Linked DNA regions of Sus scrofa: region 2 is linked to region 1. A link is a contact called in public Hi-C data. All regions are on one chromosome and are shown on one strand. Each heading gives the region's core, a stretch centred on a gene start, on an enhancer-like site or on the middle of the called end of the contact. The rest is flanking DNA. Distances are from core to core; before and after follow the strand shown.

Region 1 (5,364 bases), core at 1,284-3,783:
GGTATCCCATTCAGCTCTTTGCCTAGCGAACCTGTGTATAGCACACAGTAGGTGCTCAGGAAATGCTTAGGGAATAACCCCCATGTAATCCCTCTGGTTCCGCAGCTCTATTCAGGCTCCCCCTCCAGGGGATCTCTCCTTGCATCTCCCTTCTTTGCTCTCACCCCTGCCAGCCTCTGTCTCAGATCCTACCAGCTGCACCCAACTCCAGCCAGCAGAGCTCTAGGCCTCCAGAGGCCTGTACAGCGTCAGCATCTTCCCAGCCAGGCTGGGATGTTTCTGCTCAGCACAGCCAGCCGGGCTCCCAGCCAGGGTCCACTCTGCAGAGGGGGTGCTGGCCTTGCCCTGCCAGAGGCCCCACCCCCATTGGCCTAGGGAGTGGGGCAGCCTGGGAGCTTCTATTGGCACCTGGGGCCTTCAGAAGGGAGGCCAGCCTGGCCTAGGCAGTTCAGAGATGGGCTGATCGAGAGACAGACAGGTGCCACCACACACCCAGGCACTCCACCCACATCCCACTGCTAGGACCTGGCAGGCCCTGCCTGACTCTCCTATATACACAGAGGAAACCTCAGGGCTTCCCCACTCCATTTCTTTCTGAAAACACCCCCACCCTAGAACACCACACACTCATTGCCTCATCTGATTCTGCTAATGCCTGGATTATTGACCAAGGAGGCACCTGGAGCTCAGAGAGGTGAAGTGACTCATGCAAGCTCACACAGCAAGGAAGTAGCAGGGCCAGGATTCAAACCCAGTTCTGCTGCATGCCAAGCCTACAGAGTACCAGAGGTCCCCTCTATTCCTCCTCTCTGCTCCCTACAGCTTCTGGATCCCCTTCTTCCCAAACCTTCCAGCCCCTCTGCAAAGTCCCTCCTCCCACAGTCCTAGTCAGAATTAACAGTTCCCACCTCCTGGCTGCTACAACATTTTGTTTACATGCACCTGACAGCAGAAGGGTACAGGAGTTATTTCAGGGGTGTCTGTCTCTCTGACACTCCGAAGGGCCCGAAAGGCAGGAAGTGACTCCAGTATGTGCTCCTTAGACCTGAGAGTCTATCTCCAGCCTCCCCCTCCCCCCATGCAAAAGTCCTCTGGTCTCCTCCTGTTGATACCCTCCCCATCTCCAGCCTCCAGTCAAGACTGGTCCCCAGGCCTGTAACTGGGATGAAGGTTGGGGACATGCCACAACTTCAGGGACTCTGCGCCAGAGCTATGGCCTCTCTCCTGGCCCCCCTCTCTTCCCTTCAGTATCTGAGCCGCTGCCCTGCCCCTGACACCAGACAGGGACTCCCAAGTCCCAGCCTAGGTAAGGCTCTCCCCAAGCCTCCTCCTGGAGAAAAGGGCTCCAGAAGCAGAGAAGGGGCTGCCTTCCTCCCTAATCCGGGAACTTGAGGGGTCACATTCAACCAGGAGAAGCTGCGCACTGGGAGTAACCTCCTCCAACCCTTCGTGATAGTCCCCCCCACCCCCAGTCCTTCCGGGGCTGGGCTGAGGTCGGTCTGGACAAATTCCCGCCTCCAGTTTGCTGGAGAAGTCCTATGCTACCCCAGAGAGGTGGGGTGTGCTGGAAAGTGTAGGTGAGGGCAGAAAACTCTTCGAGAAAGCCAGAGGACAGGGGCAGGGAAAGACTGGGTCATGCAGAGAGGAGATGAGTCACAAGGACCCGGGGGATGAGAATCAGAAGCCGGAACCAGAGCCCGACAGAGTCCGGCAGATCAGAGACGCAGAGAGAGAAGTCCCCTAGACCACGCCTGGAAGAGAGCATGTGCGGCCGGGGCGGCGACCGGAGAGCCACCCTGGCGGGCAGAGCCGGCGCCCCAGCTCTCGGGTCCCTGAGTCCGGAAACTCAAAGTCAGTTACGTAAGAGCCAGAGCAATCCAGGGGCCCCGGAGCCGGGTGCCCCTTCCCGCTGTGCGCCGCCAGCCCGCCCGCCTGCTCCGCGGGCGCTGCAGCCTGCCCGGCAGGAGCACGCGGGGCCTGACAGGGCGGGGTTGTGGGGGGAGCGCTTGTGCTGCAGCACTCCGCAGAGACCCGCCGGCTGGCACCCAACCCAGGACCCCCGCCGCAGACAGACCCGGGACCCGCTGGGACCGCCAACGCCAAGCGTCCAGCTTCGGACGCGAGCTCTAGGACCCCCTTCCTGTCGCCCCTGCCCTCCCTGCACCCTGAACTTCGAGACGCCCAGGCCCCTATGGACCTCCAGTTCGGAACTTGGAACTCGGGACTCCTAGAGCCCCCGACCCCGACCCTTAGAACCAGATATGTCCCCTCCCGTGGGACGGCCTGGGCCCTTGGGCACAGGTCCATCTGTTTGTCACCCCGTCCCTCCCGGGGGCCCGGGGTCGCCCCCCAGGCGGTCCAGGCTCACCTGGGCCGGACCGGGCGGAGACCTGGCCGGGCCGGGCCGGACCGCGTTCTCGCCCTCCGCCGCTCTCGCCCTTTAAGAGGTTCCTGCCACTTTGCCCCGCCGGGGGCCTCCACCTGCACTGACAGGGCAACTCTGGCTTGAAGCCCCGCCCCCGACCCGGGGCGCCTTCTGATAGGCGCAGACAACTGCCATTCGGTGGGGCGGCGGGGCGAACGGGGCAGGACAGAGTGAATGTCGCAACCGGGAAGGGGCGGGGCCTGCAGGTGCGGCCTGATGGTACGGCCAGCTGTGGGCGGTCGAGGGCTCACCCGTTGGGTCTGGGGAGGGTTGGGGAGGGAGTTCCTAGATTGGCTGGTGTGGATTCTGACGTCATACGCCTAAAGTATGATGCAATTTTCCACGTGGTGCTACCCCTAAGGGCTGGAAGGGAGACAGGGATTTGGTCATAGGGGACCTAGGGAAGCAACCCTGGCGAGGACACCTGGATGACCTGTCCCACCTGTGTGACCTTGAGTGAGTCACGTCTCTGAATCTTTCCTCAACTATGAATCTTAGAATGTCTTCCTGAGAATTAGCAGTATATGTTAAATGCCAAACACAGGTCTGGCACACAGTGGGTGGCATTCAGTAAATGTGGGCTTTCATTCCCCTTATTCCCATCTTGCCACTCTTTTTTTTTTTTTTTTTTTTTTTTTCAGGGCCTCACACGCAGCGTATGGAGGTTCCCAGCTAGGGGTCCAGTCGGAGCTGTAGCTCCTGGCCTACCAACAGCAATGCCAGATCTCAGCTGCGTCTGGGACCTATGCTACAGCTCAGCTCAGTGGATCTTTAACCCACTGAAGGAGTTCAGGGACAGAACCTGCATCCTCATGGTTACTAGGCAGATTCTTTACCCCTGAGCCATGAGGGCAACTCCTTGCCACTCTTCTCAAAGATTTTCCCCCTCCTGATCCCATCTGATCAGTGCTAAAAGGGGCTTGTGTGGTTACTGGTCCATGTCCCCTCCCCTCTCTACCTTATTCCAGACCTGTGCTCACATACCTCCAATGACAGGAAGCTCACCATCTTCCAGGCAGGCCTCCTTCATTTTAAAAACGTCCTGAAACTTCAAAAGCTCATTCAAAGTTTATGGCCAAATCTGCCCTTTAAGAGTTCTACCCACAGAGAACATACCTAATCCCCTTTCCACTTTGAGGAATCACAGAATCATAGAATCATAGAATTTTTCAGGTTGGAGAGCCATGGAGAGCTAATCCCTTTGGGGACAGATGGGGCAAACTGAAGCCTACTAAGGACAAATGACTTCCTATGACTTCAGTGGTCTTCCAATTAGATGGGCTCTGAAATCAGACTGCCTGGGTCTCAGTCCCCAGCATTGGCACTTACAAGCTGCCTGTCATTAAATGAAATAATCCAGGTAAAATACTAAGAACAGTGCCAGTCTCAGGGTGAGCATCCAAAAAGTGTTAGCATTTATTATGATTATTGATGTTAATGTTATATCAAGGTCATAAATTCATGTTTTGCCCCCCAAATTCACTGAAGCCTCCTCTGAGTCTTGTTGACAGTTTCAGGGCCCTGATCTCTGCCTTCAAGAGGCTCACAATCTAGCAGAGGAGGAGCTGACTCGGTCCCTAGATCTGGGGGTGGCATTCCAACAAAGATGGGCAGACTCTAATGCCCCAGAGAAACTTTAATTCCTTTGATGGAAATCTAAACACTCGAGACCCTTTCAATCCCTAGCCCAGTGGAATCCATAGGGAAAAATGTCACACCCAGGTTCCCAAAGACTATTAGCACACCTTTCACTTGTCCACACGCTCACCTGCCCACCAGATGGTATTGCCCAGTGGTTAGCGTTTGGGATTTGGAGGCAACTGAGTCCAAGCTCTTCATCTTATCAGCTTTGTACCTCTGGGCAAATCACTTTCCCTCTGAATTAATCATAGCCCTAACTTCATGTGGAGCTGTTTCGAAAATTAAATGAGTATGTGAAAATACATATGCAAATACCCAGTAATGGAGCGAGCATTATTTTTTAATTGCTCCCACATGTATTCGTGCACCCAAGAGAGAGCTGGCTGTGAATGCCTTAATTTAGCCTCAGCAAAAGGGGTTTCCCTCCCCCACCCCCATGCCTCCTCTTCGGACTCTCGTCCTCAATCGAAGAGGCGGGGCCAGGAGCATCCCGCAGCGGCCAGACTGGGCTGTTCTAAGGAGCCCCGCAAGCCGGTCCGCCCCGCCTCGTTGATCAGGGCGGGCACTTGGCTCCTCCCCTGTTAGGCAAGAGCAGCCTGTGGGTGACTCAGCAGCGACAACGCCTGCCCCGACCTGATAAGTGTGTGTGCCTGGGAATGTGTGTGTGGTGGGGGTGGCCAGGAAGGGTTCTGTGTTTTTGAGGTCGTGCGTGGGACGTACCTGTGGGAATGTGCTTATGATCTTGATCTTGTGCGTGTGTCTCTTTTCTGTGTATTTGGGGGGAGGGGGGAATCTATGGGTGTGACAGGGTGCCCTCGTTGGTGAGTTTGTACAGAGGGCGTGACTCTCAATGTGTTTGGCTCCCTCTGCCATATAAACAGGTTTCCACCCCGCCTTCCCGCCTCCCTGCCTCCCTCTCCCCCACCTCCCCCAGGCCCTGCCCAGGGCCGTGTCTGCCGAGACAGCTTGGGCTTCTTGTTGAGGTGACTTGTACGCTTGTGTGGGTAAAAGTCACTGGGTTGGGGGGCGGGAGGTGGGTGCTGGGGTGCAGTTGCTCTCACTGCCTGGAGGCCCCCTGCCCTACTGCCTTGCCTGTGAAGTCTCCACCTCCCACCCCAGACTCAGGGAGTCATTCGTTCCCTGAGATATTCGCTTTGGGAGGCCTCCAGAGGCATCACTGTTATTACCTGCATTCTCTCATTTGATCCTATGGGATCCTTAACATGTTCTGAAGGGTGCCTAAGAGCAGAAGTGACAGCCCAGGGTCACACAGCTCAAAAGTAATAGAAGGCATGAAG
Region 2 (5,364 bases), core at 1,144-3,643, 1.5 Mb before region 1:
GAGATGGTTGTTACTGTCCTGCTCTTACCGCTGGCTCCGAGATGCCCTGTGAAGGGCCTGGGCTGGAGGCACCTCTGGTCTCCCAGGGCCTGTCCAGAGGCTTTGCTGGACCGTAGGTGGCAGCTCAGACCTGAAGGTTGGGGAAGGGTGGGGTGTGAAGTAAGAGCGCCCCCAGGAGGCACCTTCCTGTTCGCCTTCCCTCTCCTGTTGCAGTGGGCAGGGGTCAAGTCTTCTTTTCCCAGATCAGGGTAGCAGTGTCTTCAACTTCAAAATAACTTCAGCCTCCGTGTGCAAGAGACCAAGAAGTAGAGGTGACTGGGGAGTCCCCAGATGCCCCCACCATCCAAGGACCTGGGGGAGTCCCCTTGCTGTCCCCGATGTGCTGTGTGGCGTCAGGCCCGTGACTGCCCCTTTAGGTCTCAGTTTTCTCATCTGGGAAATGGGGAGAACAGTTCCCACCTGGCTGGGCGTGGAGACTGAAAGGAGACGGTGTGTAAGTGCTGAGCGAGGGGCGAGAGTCCAAGGGGCTCGAGATGGGAGCTGCATCTCTGTGGGATTCAGGTCCAGGAGCCGCGTCTCAGTCCTGGGTCTCCCCCCGGGGCTCCAAGGAGGAGCCGCAGCTCCTGAGATAAACTACTATCCTTTCCTCCGCATGGAAAACCTGCTAACCTGTCAGGACCTGTCCCCTCCCAGGGCCCCTCAGGTTCCAGGGCCTGAAGTGGCTCCTTTCTGTCTGTCCCCACTTTTTATAAAGTGTGAGGGCTGCCCTGCTCAGGGACGGGGTGTGTGGAGTGCGCAGGGATGGTCTAGACACTGGCCACCCTGCCTGTGCCTGGATCCTGGGAGTAGATCTCCACCCAAAGGCCCCGTGTGACCGTGGCAAGTCCTCTACTGCCTGGACCCTCATTTCATGGGTGGCATCTTGGGCTGTGCCAGGCATGTAGAGGGGACGTCAACCCTGGGACTGAACCTGGAACTGTAGCACCCTAACAGCTCCAACACATTTGGCCCGAGTGGGTGTGACTCTGCTCAGATGTGCCCCAGAACAAGCTCAGCTCTGCTTCCCGGGCCTTGATGGACACGCAGACAGAGTGAATGTGGGAAGCATGAGGGCATCTGGGCCGCACAGAACATCCTAGCTCCCTCGGTTCCCTCGCTTCTTAGTGGTAGTAAAAAAAGTAATTTATACCGCGTTCCCTGCTGGTCTAAAAATTCAGCACTTCCACCGGCAGCTCAGGTTCAGTCCCTGGTCTGGAAACTGAGATCTCACATCAAACTGCTGCATGTTGTGGCCAAAAGAAAAAAAAAAGTGATTTATGGTATATTAAAGTATAAAGAGTAGATGATTATACTTAAACTTGTGCTTAATAGATGTTCTACTTTATGACATATAAATTAAAAGAAGAAATACTATAATCATGCAAATAATAAATATTAAGATAAAATATAAACATATTATTATATAAATAGTAATTTATGTATATAAATAGTAATGTATATATAAATAGTAATTATAAATAGTATTTATATAAAAATAGTAATTTATACATAGTAGTTATATATAAATAATAATTTATATTATAGTAATCTTTATATATATGTAGTAATTTATAAATATAGACCTGTGAACAACTAACATATCCGTGCCCACTCCGAGCTAAGCCTTGTGCTAAGAGTCTAACCTCGTTTATTCCTCTGAACCATTTGGGGAGCTAGGACTCTCCCCATTGCACAGGTTGGGTAAAGTGAGGCTCAGAGAGCAGAAGGGACTTGCAGAGGCAAGTAGAGGCTCTGGGATTTGAACCCAGGCTTGTCTGCCCCACGTGGTCGCTGTCTTCCTTCCTCCAGGAGGAAACCCCTTCACAGGTTGGGGTCCCGGCCCCACTGATTCTGTGTCTGGGCCCTGTCCCGCATGGCCACATCCCCTTCTGGACTCCTTGCCGGGTCCTGCAGCCTCACTCCCACCTGGAGGCCTCTGTGCCCACCGCCTCCCTCCGCCCTGGCTGCCATGGTTGGCACAGCTGCTGCCTGGGCGTGTGGCCACACTGGGGAAGGATTTTTCCCTTTTCTTAGTATCAGATTTTCCCTTGCAGTTTCCCGCTTTCATTCCTGGCAGGAGCCCGTGGCCCGGGGCCAGCAGTCCCTCCCAGCCTCACTTCTGTCTCTAGTGCAGAGCCAGGAATTTTGCCCCAAGCTGGGGCTTCTTCCAGGAGCCACGACTGGGGGAGGGGACGTTGTCAGCAATGCCATTGGCATTCCCATGGGGACATCACAGACTTTTGGTCCCTTACCCCCCAGGGGAGGTCTTCCCTCCTGGAGCCTGTGATGAGCTGGGCCCCCTCCAGCTGCCATGGTATTTCCCTGTGCCAGCAGATGCGGGTGGGGAGGAGGAAAAAGAAACTGCCCCAGGCTGCGCTGGATTGGGAGAGGCCAGGCTGTGTCCACTCACTCAGATGCCATTTCCTCTACCCCCCTGCCCCCGCCTCCCTGCCCCTCCAGCAGCAGCTCTGGAGTCTCCCAGGGTGAGGGGGTCTGAGAGGTGACTACGGGTGGTACATGGACAAACACTCATATTTTATATTTTACCAGTCATGTGTTTATTTAAAATGGTATCAGAGAAAAATCCTAAGCAATTAAGGCATTAACCCCCTGATTTCACGGATGTTATTGCTCAGGGTGAGGCAAATTGAAAGAAGGAGGCCATTTCAAGTCCATTTAAAGGGACTGATTGAATCAAAATCAATGTTGTGTAAGTGGTGGGTGGAGGCGGCAAACGCGCAGGGGGGTCAGAGAAGCTGCCGGAGCTCGGGAGACACTGAGGGGGCCCGTGAGTGAGCTCTGGGGCCTCCCCTGGATCCGGAGGGGGACCTGCACCTCGTGAGCCTGTTTCATCCTCTGTAACGTGGGGTGAGTAGTGGCAGCTGGTCTAACGGGGTTTAGACAGGGTGAGGAAGGGGAGGGCTGGCCCAGAGCCGTGGTGGCAGTGGTGGCATTAGCAGTAGTATTAGTATCACTGTATCATCAGGAGCTTATTCTGGGTCAGGTGACCTGTGTCTCTCAGCTTCTGGAGAGCTTGTCTCCCAGTTCTTGGCATAGCCCCATGAGGGGGGCCCATCTCACATTCACTGCTCTGGGCCAGTTCAGCCACCTGCTGGGCACTGACGCAGCCTCTTGGCGCCCCCATATCCTTAACTGTAGACTGAAACCAAGAGACCCACCACACAAGAGGTGTAGCTCAGAGGAGCAACCAAAAAGGCAGGTCAAGTCCCCAGAACAGTCAAGCTTCATCCTGGGTGAGGTTCCATCGTCCTGTGGGGTGAAGACCTGCTGGTCAGGCAGGGACAGTTTGGTGTAATTTGGGGCAGGTGTAGTTTGAACCAGCTCTGTTGTTCTTGACATGCTCATCTATCCATCCATCCATCCATCCATCCATCCATCCATCCACCTACCATCTATCCTCATCTGTCCATCCATCCATCCATCATTCACCCATTCACCATCTATCCTCATCTATTCATCCATCCATCTATTTATCCATCCATCCACCATCCATGTATCATTGGTCTATCTATCATCCATCTATCCACCATCTATACTCATCTATTCATCCATCCATCCAGTAAGTGGTTTGGGGGCAGCAGGGGCCATGCCAGGGGGTTGGGATGTTATCTGAGTGTGACAGTTGCTATGCAGGGTGTGAGCAGGGGAGGGACATGAGCAGATTTGGGCCGCCAAGTGGGTGTGGATAGGGCTGAGGGTGGGAAGAAGCCAGTCAGGAGGCGGTGGCTGCAGGCCGGAGGTGGCTCCTGGCTGAACCGACATGGAGGTCAGTGTGGCCTTGACAAGGGCAGTGTCACAGAGGCTGCATGGAGACTGAGGCAGGCACAGGAGTGTGTGTGTGGGTGACAGTCAGTGTGGATGACTGGTTTAGGAATTTGGGCCGTGAGGGGAAAGAGAGGGAGATAGCTGGTGGGGAAATAAGTTCAGGTTTATTTTTTGTTTGTTAGAAGGTGAGAGAGACTTGAATATAAATAAATATGAATCAGGTGTGAAGGGAAGGGGGTGATAGACCTAGAGAGAAATCAAGAAGTAGATACAGATAGATAAAGAGATGAAAGCTGCCCTTGCCTCTCCCCTTGGATTGAGGCGGTGAGTGGGAGGGCCTGGTCAGAGCAGGTCTGGGCTGGACAGCCAGCTGGAGGGGACACAGTCTCCATCTTGGAGGAGGAGGGCCTTTTGGGTGTCTGGGAGTTTGAATGTTTGGTGTCAGGAAATCTAGGGAGCTCCTGGGTTTTTTTTTTTTTTAATTTTTTTTTATTTTTTAGGGTCACACCTGCAGCATATGGAATTTCCCCAGGCTAGGGGTTGAATCGGAGCTGCAGCTGCTGGCCTACATCCCAGTCACAGCAACGCCAGATCCTGCGACCTACACCACAGCTCACAGCAATGCTGGGTCCTTGACCCACTGAGCAAGGCCAGGGGTTGAATCCGCATCCCAAGGCCAGGGGTTGAATCCGCATCCCAAGGCCAGGGGTTGAATCTGCATCCTCATGGATACTAGTTGGGTTTGTAACCTGCTGAGCTACAACAGGAACTCCCTGGAAGGTGCTTTCTAATATATGAATTTTCCTGCCACGCCTCAGCTCAAGAACCTTTGGTGGCTCCTAACTGCCTGTGGGATCGAGTTCAACTTTCTTGGCCTGGAATTCAAAGCTTCTCTGAGTCTGGCCCTGCCTCTTTTAAGGCTGAGTCTTCTCCCTGCTCCCTCCTGAAACACCCACCTTAGCGCTGAACTTGGGGTCCAGCCAGGCTGAGTTCTTTCTCAAGTAAACCAGGCTCATCTGTACCGCCTCCTCTCTGCATGTGCCCTGCCTCTGCCCAGAGTATCCTTCCTTCTCTGCTGAGGCTGCTGATAGCTCAGCACCCCGCTCCTGAAGTCCTCCTTGACTCCCCCAGGGTGCGTGCTCTCTCCCCAGCTTTCCCTCAGGACTCTTTCCACCAGACCTCAGTTCTGGCCCCAACCACCCATCATCCCTCAACCTCTGGCCCTTCTCACTGGGCTGGAAGGGCCTTCAGTGTCAGTGACAGTCTTCCTCTTTGCCAGTGTCTGCACAAAGCAGTTCTAGGTTCATGTTGTAAATTAGCAAGAGAATGATTGGATAGTTGGATGGGTAGATGGACAGGGAGGTGGATGGGTGGATGGGTGGATGGATAGGTGGACAGAGGGATGGATGAATGGACAGAGGGATGGGTGGGTGGATATATGGATGGGTAGATGGATAGATGGGAGGATAGATGGGTGGGTGGAAGGGTAGATGGATGGGTGGATGGATAGGTAAGTGGATGGATGGATGGAGGGAAGGA

The links. A called contact is a pair of places that touch in the nucleus more often than the background predicts.
Region 2: a Hi-C map of embryonic fibroblasts shows a contact between it and region 1, with 5 times the contacts expected there. The contact joins the enhancer-like site here to the promoter of EPB41 in region 1. A contact is called at or near these places in 9 of 47 Hi-C or Micro-C datasets (brain, embryonic fibroblasts, heart right ventricle and 5 more).

Annotation. Positions count from the first base shown.
Region 1 is chr6:85,839,707-85,845,070 of Sscrofa11.1, reverse strand. It overlaps EPB41 (protein 4.1), which reads right to left and starts at 2,533. Exons shown (of 17, transcript XM_021095721.1): 1 at 2,369-2,533. LOC106510640 (a long non-coding RNA gene) reads left to right here and starts at 3,216. Exons shown (of 3, transcript XR_001309282.2): 1 at 3,216-4,708.
Region 2 is chr6:87,328,225-87,333,588 of Sscrofa11.1, reverse strand. No RefSeq gene overlaps it. Among named protein-coding and RNA genes, the nearest start is that of MATN1, 21 kb to the left of the region's middle. Within about 2 kb of position 2,393, at least 9 of the 83 cell types and tissues checked have an H3K27ac peak or open chromatin away from gene starts, as enhancers often do. A contact at or near this core is called in embryonic fibroblasts and omental adipose tissue, where this site is marked.